2 separate regions of the Sus scrofa genome follow, and region 1 is linked to region 2. A link is a contact called in public Hi-C data. All regions are on one chromosome and are shown on one strand. The core of a region is the stretch at or near the end of the contact, and the rest is flanking DNA. Distances in the headings are between cores, read along the strand shown.

What was found. A called contact is a pair of places that touch in the nucleus more often than the background predicts.
Region 1: a Hi-C map of liver shows a contact between it and region 2, with 4 times the contacts expected there. The contact joins the enhancer-like site here to the promoter of ALDH1A1 in region 2. A contact is called at or near these places in 1 of 5 promoter capture datasets (liver) and 5 of 47 Hi-C or Micro-C datasets (fetal liver, liver and skeletal muscle).

The regions. Positions count from the first base shown.
Region 1 is chr1:226,263,220-226,269,355 of Sscrofa11.1, forward strand. LOC106509189 (a long non-coding RNA gene) reads right to left here. Exons shown (of 3, transcript XR_002336383.1): 3 at 1-1,033. Among named protein-coding and RNA genes, the nearest start is that of ALDH1A1, 49 kb to the left of the region's middle. Within about 2 kb of position 1,857, at least 5 of the 83 cell types and tissues checked have an H3K27ac peak or open chromatin away from gene starts, as enhancers often do. A contact at or near this core is called in liver, where this site is marked.
Region 2 is chr1:226,213,809-226,219,689 of Sscrofa11.1, forward strand. It overlaps ALDH1A1 (retinal dehydrogenase 1), which reads right to left and starts at 3,534. Exons shown (of 13, transcript XM_021064911.1): 1 at 3,380-3,534. The coding sequence starts at 3,445.

The DNA of each region.
Region 1 (6,136 bases), core at 607-3,106, 48 kb after region 2:
ACAATAGGATCATTATCTCCCTTGCACAAAAGAAAGCAAGAGGGCTCACCTTGGTAAAGTATCTAGAGCCAAATAGCAAATCTTGGCAGAGCTGCCATTTCTGGTCTAGTGGTTTCCCACTGTGTGCTTTTTCTCAGTGATCTTTTGTAATGTTCCTCTTGCTGTTTTTCCAGAAAAGTCTACAAGAGGAAGACATTTATATCTGTTTACCTGAGTTCATTTCCTCTTACTATTCAATCAAATGAATTTAAACCTTCCCTTTGTCTGGGTGAGAATATGTTTTTGAGTTTTCTGATGATTCCAGAATAAAGAACCCACCAGCTTCTTCAATATGAAATTAAAGTGTAAATTGAACTCTGTTCTTATTTAGCAAAGTTTGAATGGTAGTCTCTGCTTCACAAAAATTACAAAATATTTACCTCATAACAACCTAATTTAAAATACAAATGGAAATTTTTCTCCAGTTATTTTGTACAGAAGAGTTAGAAAATTGGGATATTTCAGACAAAATTCTTCGATTTATTTTTGTTCTCTTATAATTCAGTTAAAGGTATCTCAACTTATAATTTACTTCTCTGTTATCAGTGTTTTCTTCAAAATGGAGTTAGCTCCTCCTCAGAATAATATTGCCTCATGAAAAGAGCACTAAATATAAATCAGACAGAATGAGTTTATGTTGTCCCATTTCTGCCAGTTATTTGCTAAGTAACTTTGTTCAGTTCACATAACTACGTTAAACCTGGATGGAAACATCTGAGGTGAGGCAATAATATGAATAGGAGCCTCAGAGGGTTTTATGGAATTACTAAATAGGGGCAAAATGTGTCAGAGATCTTTGTTTCCTTGGCAAACTCTTCTCTTCATACTTCACCTCAGGCATCACTTCTTCGGAGTATCCAGTCCTTGCGTGTACCTTCTCATCTCACCTCATTGGATATACTCTCCTTTGCTGTCTTTGCTTATCTCCATCATTGCATTTGCTCTATGTGGTATCTGCCTAATTCTGTGCCTTTCCCAAAAGACAAGTAGTCCACTGAAAGTAAGAAAATAATTTCATTAGTCTTTTTAGCTCTACTCCAGAGCAAGACCAGATAGGGTAGATTTTTTTTTGAACAAGTTTGTTAAAAATGAATGAATAGGTGAATAAATTAATGGAATGCAAGGTGAATAAATTAATGGAATGCAAGGGCAATGGAAGATGTATTTACCCATCAACCTTGTAAGGGTGTTGTGAAGATCAAAACTGATAATGAGTGATAAGTTAAACTTTTAAAACTAAAGTGTCAGGTACAGTTTCCCTCATCTTACATAGCTTTAATAATGATTGGGGAGTTGAATTAAACTAAACTAAAACTTAAAAAACTTTACCATGAATTTGTGTCTAATCCTGTGCAGTTTGTAAATGGTGAGCTTGTACAGATTAAGTCTAAAAGCCCTTGAGTGGAGTTGTCTATCCTATGTTTACCCTCCTTGGCATGGCCCTGGCTGAGTTTGAGAACTATGGGTGTCTCAGACTGCCAAAACATAAGGAGATATGACGGGTAACCACTCGGGAGAGTGTTAGCTGCCTTGGGCTCACTGAGATTTATGTCTAACAAGGCAGACTTGTCACTGGGCCCTTTGGAGGGGAAATGAAGCGATGAACTAATGCTGGACATAGGAGGCGCCAGGTCCTGACAGGCTAAGGTGTGACCTGCTGAATCCTAACCATCCCAGACATCTTTAGAAGAACAAGTGAGCTGGGAGATGGCCAGGGGCAGGCAAGGTTGCAGGGGAAAGGAGGTATATACAGAGCCTGCAGAGAGTAGAAAAAGAAAGGGCAAGTGAGATTACTGGTCATCTGGTGTCTTTGATCCCACGCAAAGCAAACTTCAAGCACAACAGCAAACACAACCTTTGAGCATTACTGTCTTCAAAGAGTATTTACCAAGTGCTGTCTGGCTTGATCTCCCAGACTTGGTTAAATATGCATTTTCTAAATGTTGTGTTTCTGACTTTCTTTTCTCTTCCTTTTTGTTATTATTGTTATTATTTCTATTTTTTAAAAATGTCCTTTAATAGCTCACTTTCTTTAACACTGTAACTCTGACATTGAGGAAAAAAAGACGTAAGAGTGAGGAAAGAGAAGAATATTCCACAGAAAGCATTTTTTAAAAGCTTTTCCAATAGGAAAAATAGAATTTGACTTTTATGATCATATTAAGTATTTCATCATATTAGTACACATAAATGTACATGTGATTCTATACATGTTGTTCTCCATTTAAAAACACTATTTCAAAATTAGCAGACCATTCTAAAATAGCTTATGCCAGGCCATTTTTAAAAGATACCTTTCCTTAAAATGAGAAACAAAATCAATAGTGATATTAAAATACATTTTATTTGGTGGTTAAAGGCATAAAAACATATCAAAGCATTTGGCTATATCATTGTACTTTCTTATATTAAGGGGAAATGGGAAAAATGGGAAGCTACAAATGAGGTGAATGTTTTTATATGCTTTTCTTGTGGCCATTTTATTACATTTTTATCACAGTTATTTGTTTATTTGACAGTATACCAACCAAATCCAGGATTGAGGGAAATGGCGACTATATTTTGTTCATCCTTGAATTTTCAGCACTTAGCAGAATTGTTGGGGCATAATTCTTAATTAAAGATATTTAATAAATGAAAAAAATAAAAGAATTAAGACCTCACCCATATCACACTATTTGTTTTAACAATAAGATTTTAGAATGGTTAAAAAATTTTTAACATACAACATAGGTCTCATTTTTCACATATCGAAATGAGTCATAGAAGTATAAAATATATAAAAAGATAGATTTTCTAATGGGTTCAATCACTGGAAATGAATAATTAACTGATCACAATGTATTTTCAATTCTATGAGAATTATAAAATAGCAAAGGAAGACATTTATCATGTGAACATTCTTCAATAAATCAAAGAGTAGAAATCACCTTATTTGAAATACACAATGAACTTTTATCTGGTATTTAGAATATATAAAGCAATAAGAAAAGGAACCATTTTTTTTCCTTTTGAAACACAATGTGCTAGGTCCTTTAGAATTTTAGTAGAAGTGGTTTAATTTGATTGATAATGTTTCAGAATGTAATTTATACAACAAAAGATAAATTTTCATTACTTTTCTTTTCTGCATTTTATTCGAGCCTTGAAAAATCTCATTAATAGTTAAATCAACTAATACAACACACATCCTGAAAATCATAACTCATCACTTCTCAAGGACAGACACAATTTTCACCACAAAGTTAAGGAAATGATAGCAAGTAAAGGATTGCTTATGTCCAGGCAATATCTGCTCAACTTCAACAACTGTAGATGCACATAACACTGAAATGAAAGCCACACCTCCTCCCTTCCCCAGACCTTGAGAAACCACTCTTCCTAGTGCATATCAGGAGCATCAAGTCATTCATGAGCATCAGTCACTGAAGCAGAAACAGATCAATGGAGATAACTTGTTCTCCACACTAAGAGGTTGTGGTAGCAACAGCAAACAAAACAAAACAAAACAAAAAGCAGCTTTGAAACAATCATGGCTAGCTGTTATATGGTATTCCATGTGGTGTGCCAATCTTCTAGATTGAGGGATTTTTAAAAAAAAAATTGGTAGACTTCTCACCTCCAGCTCTAGAAATCCCAATTCCCTATACTTGATATTGGCCTCCTGTTAGGGGAGTCTCTTACCATTAGGTTGGAGAACATCTAATCTAGTCCAGGCCACTTTACAGGTCATAAACTCCCAGGCCCATAAATAAAAAGGCACCGAGACCACATAGAGATGAATGTGAGAGCAAGGGCCACATACTGGATCTCAGTGGTTCTATTTTCATGATGCTACAGCCTTGACTTGGGTAGGAGAAGGGGGCTAGAGATTTTGAAAAACATCATTATGTGCATTACATGCATCACTTTCTCTTACAGAACTGACACTATTAATTAGCTACAACTTTTATTTCCAGTCTAGCATTGGTAATCTTCAATCTCAGCCATTCTCTAAAGTATTTTGATTTCTGAACCTACAAATTAACAAGGGTATTCCAAGTTCAGTGCCTTTAAAAATAACAATAACAAAATATTGCTTATATTAATATCTCTTTTCCCCATTGAAAATAGTTCTATCAATTTTTCTGATTATGTAAATAATGTATAAGTTTGTAAAACTTTACAAAATACCACAAATTATAGGGAGGAATGAGAATATCCTCTGAAATCCTGCTACCTTCATATATCCATTTGCAGCATTTTGGTTAAATTCATTTATGCATATTTATGTAGTCACATGTATTTATATATAAAATGGCATAAATGGGACAATATAATATATGCTGTGTCAGCTGTTTTTATGAACCGTCTTCTCTCCCTCTTCTATCTCCCTCCCTATTCACCAGCTATATAGTCAAAAATAACCTATCTGTAAAGGTAGTTTCTACACCTTTCTATGCCTTTTCCCATATATATAGAATCATACATACATACATACAGAAACACAGGGCATATATAGAATATGTAAACATAAATGGAATGGTGCAGGTATTTCTCTGAATTTTATTTGTGTCCTTTAGCTATATAACATGAGCATATTTCCAGGGGACTATGTATAGATCTAGTTCATTCCTTTTAATTGTTAACTAATATTGTATGAACTATCACAATATACTAAATTTATTCCCCAATTGCTTCTGAAACTGTAAAATGTATCTTTGTTACAATTCCCTATACACTATTAGTTTTATTTCTATGGGCTAGAATATGAGGAGTGGGGTTACTGAATAAAAGGATATACAGATTTTTAAATTTTAGCATATAACATATAATTATTTTATATATATTAATTTTCATATATAATACTTACTATACATGCTTTCCTAAATAGCTGTCATAGTCTATCCTTCTATCAGTTATGTTTCTTCCCCACCTGTTATCAGTTCTGTTTTTCCTGGTCTAAAGGTATGAGATGACAGCTTACTGTTAAATTCATTTACATTCTCTCAGTGAAGTTGAACGCAGCTTTAAAATATTATTAGTCATTCATATTTCTTCTGTGAAATGCCCTCCTGTTCTTTTTAAAGTCTAGGATCACAAGTACTTTGCAGAATCTCAGAGATAAATATGGTCAAACCATGAAAAATTAAAGCCCTCTGTGCAAAAGCCTTTCATGGAAAATACACAAACACACATACATGCAAAATAGTGACTTGCACACAATATGCCATGCTCTGAAATAGTTTTAGGCTGATTAACAAAGATAAAATAATCATTTTTTTTCTGGAGTAAAAACTAATGAAGTTATTTATCGCCAAGCTTCATTAATTTAAAGTTTTTGGAACAGTTTTTGGGGGATAAAATTTACATACCATAAAATCCAACCACCCTTTTCAAGTGTATGATTCAGTGGTCTTTGGTGTATTCACAGATCTGTGCCACCATCACCACTATCTAATATTAGAAGATTTTCATCATTCCAAAAGAAATCCTATAGTCATTAGCAGTCACTCCTAATTCCTTCTCCCCCCGCCCCCAGTCCCTGACAAACACTAATCTGTTTTCAAGCTCTACATATTTGCGTATTGTGGACATTTCATATAAAAAGAATCATACAGTACATTGCCTTTTCGAGCTGGCTTCTTTCCCATAATGATGTGAAGGTTCATTCATGTTATAACATGTATAAATACTTCATTCCTTTTTATAGTTGAATAATATTCCATTGTATGGTTAAAACAAATTTTGTTTATTCATTTATTAGCTAGTAGACATTTGGATCAATCTGATCTGGGTTCAAATCCATGTTTTGATAGTCATTTCCTTTGTGAACATGGGCAAGTTGAGAGAGATAAAGTTTACATTGTTTCCTTCAGCCGAGTACACTGGATTCTAGTATATTCTGAACAGGGTTGTTGTGAAGACTAAATAAAACAATGGGTCTAAGACACAGTACCTGACATTATTTTCATTAGCAGAGTCCAGTCAAGAAATCAGAAATCACACTAATTATTTTAACAGAGAGAACTGAATGTGGGGAATGACTAAAAAGGTAAAAAAGGAAAATTGAGGAAACAGAGAAATTAACTGCAGAAAGCAGTTACACTTATAGGGC
Region 2 (5,881 bases), core at 2,284-4,783:
GCTTAAGGCAAGTAACTTAGCCACTCTCTTCTTCAGTCTCCTCATTTACAAAATGGGACTAGTTATGTCCTTGTAAGGTTATTGTAAGGAGTAAATAACATCATTGTAAAGAACTTAAACAGTTATCGGCACAGAGTAAACACAGTGAATCTTAACTACAGTATTTCCTGTGCGGGTATGTGTGTGTGAGATGTCATTAGCTGAAGATCTTTTCTAGTATGAATGAATTATTACTCAGTGAGTTACATTTGAATTAAGCTAAATATTTTGGGGTTTGAATCCTGTCTGAGAAAGCTTTCTTCTTGAATTTTCTATTTGTCTTTTTTTTTTTTTTTTTAAAGATAGACAACAGTGTTGTGAAGGGAGAATGGAAAACAAAGTTATCAGATCCTGTAAGAGAAAGTTCTTGATCCCCGAAATCCCAGATAAACCCTTGAAACTTTGCTCCAATGCAATCTTTGTCAGGTGGGGCATGACTGTGCAAGAAAGAGTGACAGAAAACTACGAGAAAAGAATGAGATGAGAGGAAAACTTGTGGGAAATAGGTCTAGGAAAGGTTGAATAAAAAAAAGGTTCTGGAAAATTGGAAAGAATTCCAAAAAACAAAAAGAAGTAGCATAGCTAATGTTAATCAGTCACTTCCCATGTACCAGGTGGTATTTCAAGTGCTTTTATATGCGTTAAACTCATTTAATACTTTCTTTTACCTCAGAAAACTCCCATTTTACATGTAAGGAAAGAGGGGCAGAAGAGAGCTAATGTAGTTTGTCCAAAGATCGCATAATTTTCAATTTATGTGATCATCATTTAAAGCTCAATAAAACGGAGGTGTTGGCAGATGTAGGGTTTGTTCAGAATTAGAAAGGGGGAAAAGGAGGATAGAGATGGAATCTGAGTTTATGTGGATTTATAATGATGTTATTGAGGTTGAAATTCAAAGACCTTTTGTATCATTTTAGAAAGTATTTCTCAAACTCCAGTCTCTGTTTTATGCACCTTAAAAAATAATCAGACTGTACTAGGAAATAAGTCATAAAAGTCATATATCAGTGACTTCTTTTGTTTAGATGAGAAACAGTCTCAAGCTTAAGAATATGTAGCTCTTCTATAATTGTAATAACTTTTTGTTACTCAGCCTTGTCTCTTCCCTCCGCTTTGCCACCACAACCAATATATACTAGTGATAATAAAGATGGACACTTAAATAGTGGAGTTTAGGGGCTAGCCGTAGAAGGTAATTTCTCAGACACTATAAAATCCTTGCTTATTTGGTTTGCAACCAGGAAACTTAGTTAATAGCCATCATTTTGCAACTTCTCTTATAAGTGCAAATCCAATACAATTCTTCAGTGAGGCACAGTAAAAAGAAAATGCAAAGGCATTTGAAAAAGCTCACCCATTTAGATTTAATTACATACATAACTGGTGTCCTTCCAAGTGTGAAAATGCTGTAACTAATAAATCAGACAATAAAATGCTATCTGAGCAGAACAGATTTATAGAGAAGATGTATGAGCAATCAAAATTCACTGACTTGCACTGGGTATTTTTACTCAGAAAAGTTCTTATACACAAGAGCAAATTCCTGCTCTTGGAGTCTTGACTTCTTTTGAACACTTAGATCAGTTAGCTTCCCTAGAGGGTGTTCTTGTGTAATGACTTTTAAGTGAACTGGAGATTTTAATCTTAAAATTATCTCCCTGTATTAAAGAATCTCTAGATCAGTGTCTGTATGGTAGATTTTAAGGACTGTCTCATTTGTCTACTACTGTTTTTTCCCTATGTTTAATTACTAAGAGTAGCTTCATTCAGTAGAAAGAATACTTTGTACTAGAGCTTCCAGGAAATTCTAACACAAGGAAAACTGAAAACTTCTGCAAATCAAATTTTAAAAAAATGTGACATTCAGACTACCAAAATATCTTTTCGGGTGGTATCATAGAAAAAAAAGACTCAGTAATAATAGCAGTGGGATAATTCAGTCATTGCCAATGGGTTTGATCTTTATGAAATGAATGCATTTTAAAATTTGCTTCCTTTTGGTTAAAATTTCTTGTGAATGACAAACTTAGAATAAGAAAGTTGGAAAAATTGGAGTTTTGTTATCTTTTGGGCAAACTTTTGCCAAGTGCAACATTTTTGAAGTGTATGAACTCATCACATTTTTCATGTTCCCATGTTGAATAAAATCAAATGGAAAAAATTTCCCTTTTAATAAAACCTTGTGAAAACAATACTTTAATAAACTTTGTAGCTATTGGTCGACCATGTTAAAGGCACTGTCTGATCTCTGCAGATATTTTTCTATGGAAAAGAGCCAGTTAGCTGAACAACTTCCTCATTTGTTGTGCTTATGAAAATCATCCATGGTTACGAGTAAGGAAACAAATTAATAATAGTGGGGTTTTTACTTTATCATTAAATGATAATGCTTTTAGTTTTTCATTGGTTAATTCAGAAAGCAAAATGGCTATCCCTGAGTTGGAATGGTTCCTTTCTTACCTTCCTTTCTGTATCACACCATAAAACTCACTTTTTAAGTGATTTTGGTTAGATTAGTTTTGTTTGTTTTACTTGTTTCTTTGGGAGTTCTAGGCTCTGACTGGAAAGCAGGAATGCAACAGTGTGAAACAGGCAAAGTTCAGAGGTACTCTTGAGCGATTCAAATAAGATCCGTTTCTCCCTAGCTGTGAATTTTTAAGTCTGGATCTGGCTCCTGCTCTTGTTTCTCTAAATATTTATCAGTTAACAATTATGCATCGCTCCAATGGCAGCAGATTTGGCTGAAGAAATAAATAAGGATGCTTTCTTTTTCCAAATATGCTAAATAATGCAAGTCCCATGAAGTTTTTTGTAACTGGAGTTTTCCTTCATCCAATTATCAGATTCAGGTCTTTCAGTTTTGATACTCATTTGCATATAGAAAAATTATGTTACTTCAGTAATGCTCTGTTTTACTTAAGCATGCTGTTTCTCCTTTTTTTTTTTTTTTTTACTTAAAAAAAATCATTTCCCATTTGTCTGTTTCCAGTCCGTTTCTGTAGTATTCGTCTCTCTTAAACATGCTGGGTTCTGCTGAAAGTTAATAGAACTGCTTGGTAAAGTCCCCTGAATCCTAGCACAAGGACCTTATACACCAAAGATAATTCCTTTCACTTAGAAATATTTTAAGAAATAAATTTATGAAAATTTGCCTGCTACAATTTAGAATTCATTATTTGATCAATACACTAAACCCACACCTGCATTTTGCAAGCCTTTTATTTTTATATTTGCAAAGGGCTCTTTACACAAGTTTGCTTAAATTGACCTTTTATGCTTTAAATAAATGTAGTTTTTATAAACCTGATGCAAAGCAGCAAATAAAAGTTGTACTAACCTTAGTATATTGAAACTTCAAATTGGTCAGTGGGACAGGTATGTCTGGCATGGCTGAGGACGACATTTCTGGTTCAGCTCCTGTAATACAGGTGACAGGCTCAGCGAATTGGTTCTGATAGAGCACTTAGCTTTATTTGTTCCTTTTTATGTGCATGGGCTAAGGTTTATTTGCATACTGGGATATGATTGGATGAACAAACTCGGAGCAAAAAGAAAACGACACTACTTATTTGTAACACCTAGGGCAGGAAGCCCTTGACTTTAAACTTAAATCCTTAAGAAACCAGTGCTCCAGCATTGACGCTGCATCTGGAGACAAGGCACTATTTGCAGACGAATTAATTTACAAAGCCGAAACCTGTGATAAGGATATGAATCACAGCTGCTCTGGCCACTAAGGCCAGTTATTATATTTTTGGCTTTTCACTCTTCTTATGCTACTGTAAAACTTTCTGTTCTCTGACAGACTTGGAATCAGAGTATTTGAGGATTGAAAAAGAAACTCAAAGGGCATTTGTTGTTAGCAGAAGCTAGTGAGGAGAGGACCCTGTCCAGGTGTCTTCAGGGCAATGCTGTCAGTGGATCCGTCCGTGCCCCAGAAAACCAGGGTGCAGTTTGGTGAAGAAAGACCCTTTTTAGAGACCCTACCTGAGGTTTGCTTTAAAAAAATCACACCAGTCAAATATATTTTCAGTGCTTGGTAAGTAGACCTACTAGGATTTCTGGAGCTCTAAATCATCTTTATATAGGGGAACAGAAGAGTCAGCAGGATTTTTAGGGAACTCAGACTGCATTGTGGCACACAATCACCACAATAGCTATATGGCAATATTGTCTGTTAAAACACATTTAAAATGAAAGTAACCTCTGGTTTTGGAAGTTGGCTGATATTTGTCAATCATTGAAACAGGCAATTGTACCAAGAGTGAATTTAAGCAGGACTTCCAAATAATGCAAGTTCTTAAAATTAATGTTTCAAGTTGGGAACATTCAAAAAAGACAGTTAACTGTACTACTCCCATTTTAAGTACAGTAGTTTATTTTATTGAAGCTCTCATGAAAGTTACAGTCAGAATAAGATAGAAAACTTTGGTTGCTCTTAACTGGTTACTAAGAATTTAAGAACAACAATTACTATTTTGTTGAAAAATACCAGCTCCTCCAAATATGGGGTTTAAGTAGGGAAGCTAAGGATTTTTGAATAGTGACTCCAAATCAGGTGCAGGAATCTTACCTTTTTTTTTTCCATCCTCACTTTGTTTCCCACTTTAAAGATATGAAGAGATTAAGCAGCTTGCTTATGATCATAGATCTAATAAGTACAAGGCCAAGATTTCACTTCACGCCAGTTTGACAGCGAAACCCTGGCTGTTACTCCTATTTATTCTCCTTGCCCTCCTCGCCATAAGAGAATTCCCAGATGGGTTTGAGAATCACCTCTTCTGCTTTTCCTGAATGGTCACCCTCATAGGCACTTAAGCTTAGGCTTTTACTCATCTAAGATGGGGGTTGACAACTTTTTCCTATAAGGAGATAGATAACATTTTCTGCTTTCTAGACCAGATGGTTTCCATTGTAATTTACTCAACTGTATGAAAGAAATGACAGACAAAAGATACATTAATGAGTGTAGGTGTTTTGAGATACAATTTTATTTACCAAAACAGTAGGCAGGCCATATCTGGCTCACGTGCCAAGTTCCTAGATTTTAAGACGACCATCCCCAAGGTCCCTCCCTCCTCTGTGCCTCACGCAGGAAGGCCAGATAGAAACTTTTGTGTTATTTCATCATTTCTCTCTCTCTCTTTTTCCTTCTCTCTCTCTCTCTCTCAATTTCATTCTTTTTGGAAAACATAATTATTTTCTCTTTTAAAAATGTGTTTTGAGTTAAATGCACAATTACACAACAGCTGTTACATAACTTGCAGTGTGGTACTCTGGCCAGGCCCAGACAGCTGTGTTTTGCTGCTTTCTTCTGCTCTCAGCTTTGCAGTTGTTTGTGGAGTCAAACACTGGTTTATTTGATGTCTAGGCAATGAAAGCTCAAAGCTTCATAACACACTTGGTGTGTCATCTGCTGTTTATATGCTCATCCTTAATCATATTTTATTGAATATTTACATAAGAGCATGTCCCTTTATGCCAGACCTTACTGAACTTAGGTAAAAGGACCAGCTTTGGAAACAGGTTACCACACCTGCCCATTTAATTTTAACATTTACCAAGTATGTCCTGTGAGTAAAGCCTTGTGATCAGAGTATCAGGAACTTTCCAACCTTAATCTTAATTGAAGGGCAGATCTTTTCTGTCCAAAAACCACAGGGTCTGAGATACACATTTCTAAAGTAAGTATCAACCTGCCCCTGGAGTTTGTCTTATAGAATAGTATATTCTTGGGAGTGGTTGTGTGGGTACAAGGCCTTGGTGATCACTTCCCTCCCTTACAAAGATGAGAGCACAGGGGCCAAGAAGGCCAACTTTAAGACTGGACCCCAGCTTG